Linked DNA regions of Hordeum vulgare: region 1 is linked to region 2. Evidence: chromatin contacts called from public Hi-C data. All regions are on one chromosome and are shown on one strand. Each heading gives the region's core, a stretch centred on a gene start, on an enhancer-like site or on the middle of the called end of the contact. The rest is flanking DNA. Distances are from core to core; before and after follow the strand shown.

What was found. A called contact is a pair of places that touch in the nucleus more often than the background predicts.
Region 1: a Hi-C map of leaf shows a contact between it and region 2, with 2.5 times the contacts expected there. The contact joins the promoter of LOC123403786 here to the promoter of LOC123401145 in region 2. A contact is called at or near these places in 3 of 6 Hi-C or Micro-C datasets (leaf and seedling).

The regions. Positions count from the first base shown.
Region 1 is chr6H:452,583,873-452,586,572 of MorexV3_pseudomolecules_assembly, reverse strand. It overlaps LOC123403786 (ABC transporter B family member 10-like), which reads left to right and starts at 1,371. Exons shown (of 9, transcript XM_045097700.1): 1 at 1,371-1,950; 2 at 2,099-2,153; 3 at 2,306-2,481. The coding sequence starts at 1,456.
Region 2 is chr6H:452,275,668-452,278,367 of MorexV3_pseudomolecules_assembly, reverse strand. LOC123401145 (chaperone protein DnaJ-like) reads left to right here and starts at 1,254. Exons shown (of 6, transcript XM_045094876.1): 1 at 1,254-1,468. The coding sequence starts at 1,436. It overlaps LOC123401144 (UDP-N-acetylglucosamine transferase subunit ALG14 homolog), which reads left to right. Exons shown (of 5, transcript XM_045094875.1): 4 at 1; 5 at 185-694. The coding sequence ends at 361.

The DNA of each region.
Region 1 (2,700 bases), core at 122-2,621, 310 kb before region 2:
GCAAGTATTGAGGTCCAAACACTGTCACCACTGCCCTGTAGAACTTGTACAAACACTCAATACTGGTGGACTCGGCCATGCGTCCATAGTCTTCTAGTATATCACCGGGAGCTATCCTCATAGCTGTCGTGCACTTCTGGAGTGAGGTGAATCTAAGTGTGCCGGTGCAATCCTTCTTGCACTTGAAGTAGTGTCGAACTCCGTGATGGAATTCACAATCCTGAGGAAGAGCTTTCAACTCATCCCATAATGGTGTCGAAATACTTTCTCGTCGTAGAGTGGAGCGTTGGCGAAGTAGTCGGCATAGAGCAAGCAATAGCCTTCCAGACGATGCCTCCGCTTTGCCTTCAGCCAGCCTGGCGCCGAGCCACCTCGTCGCGGCTTTGCGTTGCTAGCGAACAGGTCGGCCAGAGCGGCGAGAACCATCTTTGTCCTGGGCGTCGGCATCGGCTTCCTTCTCCAGCAGCGTCGTGAACGCCTCCTCGTCGTCGGAGTCCATCATCGACACAAACCGTCGAACACCTAGTGGGCGTGGTAGGAGCGCAACCGCATGTATCCCCGCTTGTGTGGCCGGAGCGCCGGAAAAGCTCGCCCAAAAGCAGGGGGTCGATGCCGCAGCGAACCCTGTCTTTCTCGGTGGGGAGATGGTCTTTCTAGCGGCGGTAGGCAGGTGGACGGCGCTTTGATCGGCATGGCAGCGAAAGGTGTAGTGCGCGCGGGGGGGGGGGGTCTGAAGGTGGAAAAAATGTTTTTCGCCTGACAGTGATGGCCCACGTGCCGTTTTCCCTTCCGCCGGAGTGCCCAAGCCCCCTTCGGCCTGGGATCGGCAGGCAAAAAATTGGCCGAACCGGCGGAAATGGGCGTCGTAAGGGCGCGACGAGGGGGGAGGGGGGTCGACGCCGATGGAAAAAAAACACGTCTTAGGGGGTATATGTTAGGGGCCGCGGCTACTCTAAGGAAGTGGGTAAAGAGGATACTATGTCTATAGGGGCCTGTACTGTCAATCATTATCATTAAAATTGACGAAAAGCAAATCTATCCCTGACAGGAAATTACAATATATCCTAGTGCAAAAATTTGCTGATCTATACTGACCGTTGGATCAACTAAAAAGCTATTTTCAGCAGTACGATGTACTGCAATAAGAAATCTCATTGATTAATCTTGGTCAGCCCACCAAACTGCAGTGAAGAGAGTAGTTCTGAAGCTCTGACATGAGGGTAACTTTGTAGCCAAATCCAACGGCAGCTCTCAGACAAATCCCCTCCACCTCTGCACCAGCTTGCCCTTACTAGCAGCTTGGGCCTGACGCGGTGGGCCTAGGAGCGATCGAATTTAACTGCCGAACCCCTTCGGACCCTGCTTAGCTGCTGTGCACTGCTCTACCACGCCGATCGCCTCTTCGGCGGTGGCCTACGGCTACCTACGCAGGGGCACGGCGCGCCCACAGCTAACATGGAGGCAAGTTACAACCACTCCAACGGGCGTCCAAGCCAGTCTTTAAAGCCCTACCTTCCCACGCACACACGCGCAGATCCTTCTTCACTCTCACTCTCAATCTCAACGAACGAGCACTGTGCCCGAGTAACTCCGGCCGGCCGGCAGCGCGGCTCGGTTGATCCATCTCATCCGTGGAGGGAGGACAAGATGAGCTCGTCGGTGCACGGCGCCGACCAGGAGCGCAACCAGAGCCAGAGCGAGGCGGGCGGCAGCGGCGATAAGGACAAGAAGAAGAAGGCGGGGGCGGAGGAGAAGGTGGAGAAGGTGCCGTTCCTGAAGCTCTTCTCGTTCGCCGACCGGTGGGACTACGTGCTGATGGCGGTGGGCTCGGTGGGGGCCTGCGCGCACGGCGCCTCCGTGCCCGTCTTCTTCATCTTCTTCGGCAAGCTCATCAACATCATCGGCATCGCCTCCCTCTTCCCCGCCATGGTCTCCGGCCAGGTCGCCAAGGTACGTGCTAGCTCCGTTACACAGACTTGCATTGATGGGCTCCTTCAATCATCCGGCCAGCGACGACGACGACGACGGTGCGCCGGTGGCCGGTGGCCCGGTAGTAGGTTAACCAACCATTGTTTCTGTTTCGGCCGTGGCTTCGCAGTATTCGCTGGACTTCGTGTACCTGGGCGTGGTCATACTCTTCTCGTCGTGGACCGGTGAGTGCGCCTTCCCAGCCTAGCTGGCCTTGTCCAGATGCACATCTGTGCAAAGGAGACAAATACACAAAATTTTACTAGTACGTGCTCTCAGTCTCGATCATCACACGTACTACGCATGGCTCCATGCGCTTGCTTGCTGGCTGCTGCAGAGGTGGCGTGCTGGATGCACACGGGGGAGCGGCAGGCGGCGAAGATGCGGCTGGCGTACCTGCGGTCGATGCTGGACCAGGACATCGCCGTCTTCGACACCGAGGCGTCCACCGGCGAGGTCATCAACGCCATCACCAGCGACATCCTCGTCGTCCAGGACGCCATCTCCGAGAAGGTAATGCCGCTCCTCCATTAACATGCAGCATGCGCGTGATGCCGCCTTTCTTGCCGTCGCTTGCGCGTCCCATGCCAAACCGGCCCGGGCGAAGAGAGAAACACAAGCAGGGCGGTGGGCCGGTGATGAGCTCAGCTCAGTCGATAGGGTACGTGGGGAGTTATGAGAGTTGGTGAAGGGCATTGAAGGCGTTGCGGGTGAAGGACAGCAGGACGAGGA
Region 2 (2,700 bases), core at 5-2,504:
GGTAACTTAGTACTGCCTTTTTATTTATTATTATATAAAACGAAAACTAGGATAGTGGAATGTCAATATTGTTATAAATCTGTGTTTGCCATAAACCCAATCATAGCACTGTTTTTTGTCCAAATATCAAATCAATGCAATGCTTAAATTTCCTACCGAGTACTTAATTGCTCTATTCCTGCAGGTGCTTGGTCTGGGATGGTCCTCCATTTTCTACATTGAAAGCATCGCAAGAGTGAAGAAACTTTCATTAAGTGGTTTACTCCTGTACAAGCTACGGATGGCTGACCAGTTCTTCGTGCAGTGGCCCCAGCTGCAACAAAAATGCCCTAGAGCACAGTATGCTGGCCGTTTGATGTGATGATTCACCCGTAAATGATATTTGGAACACCGTCGTTTCCAACTCTGAAGTTCTTGAACATGCTGAGGTGCAGTTGAATACTTGAATTGACACACCCTACATGCCGAGCATAAGCTTGCACATTTCTTAGGATATACTCCTCAAAATTGTCTTTCAAGACTGACCTGTTGATCGGGGGATAGAATGCTCCCTCTCAGATATACTACCTTGTAATCTGTAACTCTGTAGAGTCCAGGTGTAAAACCTCTTTATTTTGACGAGATCCAGGTGTAAACCTCATCCTGTAAGTTCCAGCCACATTCTATCAGTAAGTGTTGTGTAGTTCGTTATTTCTATCATGCCTCGTTGCTAGCTTAGCTTCAGGATGACCTGTCCTCAAATGTCACCAGAGGGAAAACTGCTGTTTTTCTTTTTCTCTTTTGATAACAGGAGAAGAATTGCTGTAATCTGAAGGATAATACCCCCTTCGTGCCATAATATTTGTAGTTTTAGTAGGCTAGATATCATTTTCTTTCCTCATAATTTAATTTTAGAAATCCTGATAATCAAATACTCCCTCTGTACCGAAATATTCGTAGTTTTTCGGTAAGCCTCCTAAAACTACAAGTATTTCAGTGCAGAGGGAGTATTTAATTATCAGGATTTCTAAAACTAAATTATCAGGAAAGAAAATGATTTTCCCCAGGAATGCATCAGTGGCATACAAAAGCCCAAGTCCGCAGCGGCGAGCCACACACACACACGAGAGAAAGGCCCAAAGCCTGCACCGGCGACAAAGTCAATCATCCGCATCGGGGACGCTCTGCGACACGAAAGGACGGACACCGCGATCCACGTCACCGCCCTGCTCCTCTTTATCCACCACGGATTTTCTTAAAATAATAAACAGCGGAGAATAAAAAAGAGGAGAGGAGAGGGGAGAAGAAGAACACCCTCCCGATCCCACACCCACCCCCGGCCTCCCCTCCCCCTCCCTTGGGTAGGCCGAATCCGGACCCCCCAACGCGCGCAGCGGGACGAGGACCGACGGGCGGGCGGCACAGAGAGGCCGGGGGTGATGAATTGTTACGCTGCATGGACGGAGCAAGCGAGGAGCCGCTCCACAAGGTAAGATAATCTCCGGTCGTCGTTCTGGCCGTCTTCAGGAGAGAGAGAGAGAGGGAGCGATTGCCTTACGCTTTTAGCTTGGGAGAACTTTGATTATTGGATCTGTAGCTCCTGTTAGTTTATGAGTACAACCTCTGTACCGAAATACTAGCGGGGAAAAGAGCAGTGCTGGGAAAATAGTACAAGTTCGGGAGTGTATTATACTGTATATTAGTACTGGTTTGCTTTGGCCTCGCTGGTGGTGGGGGGAAGAGCAGAGCACTGTTTGGTGGTTGGTGGTTAAATTCAGGCGTACTGATCTGTGGTGGTGCGATTGGTTAAATTTCCAGCTATCATCTGTTGCTCATCCATGTGTGGTTTGTGTAAGGCGACACCCTTGTTTATCTTCACCTTGCTTGCCTAAATCAGTCACCTTGCTTGCCTAAATCAGTCACCTTGCTTGCCTAAATCAGTCCAAGCTGATCAATGCATTCCTGGTGTATATTGCCTAATCAATTTGCTTGTTTGAGTGGTCGAAGAAATTTTTGTATGCACTAGTTATAGAAGGTAGGTTTCTGGAAAACTCTGCTGCTTCGGCTGAATATATTATCGTTTGCAAGTTCCACCTACTATGAGAATTTGTATCAAAACATTCAAACTTTTGAATCAATCGTGGACTGTGATATGAACACTCCTTTTCGATCCTTTTTGCTTTGCTGTAGACTATGTATGGTAGTTAAATTTGGTCAAATTCCAACTATTGCATCTTACAAATCCATGTGTTGTATGTGTATGGCAAGATGGCAACAATCCTGTTTAGGTTCACCTTGCTTACCTAAATTAGTCCTACTTGTGTTAGAAAGCCGATCCATGCATTCGTGGTGTCTGTGTGCCTAATCGATTTGCTTGCTTTGCCGTGTGAAGTGTTGAGTCGCATAAACTAGGTTTCCGGAAAACTCTGCTGCTTTGGCTGAATATATTTATCATTTTCAAGTGCCACCTACTATGGGATTTTGTATCAAATATTTGAACTTTTGGATCGATCGTGGACTGCATATGAGCACTCTTTGCCGATCTCTGTTGCTATGCTGTAGACTATCTTATGGATACCCCGAATATGCGTTATCATCTACTACAACTCAAGTGTGATGTGGTCCTATGGACTATCATGCCGTTCATGTATAGGGAAATGGTCGCAGTATACTTTCTTGCATAGTTATACTCAGCTGTCCATTTAATCCACCTTATCATTT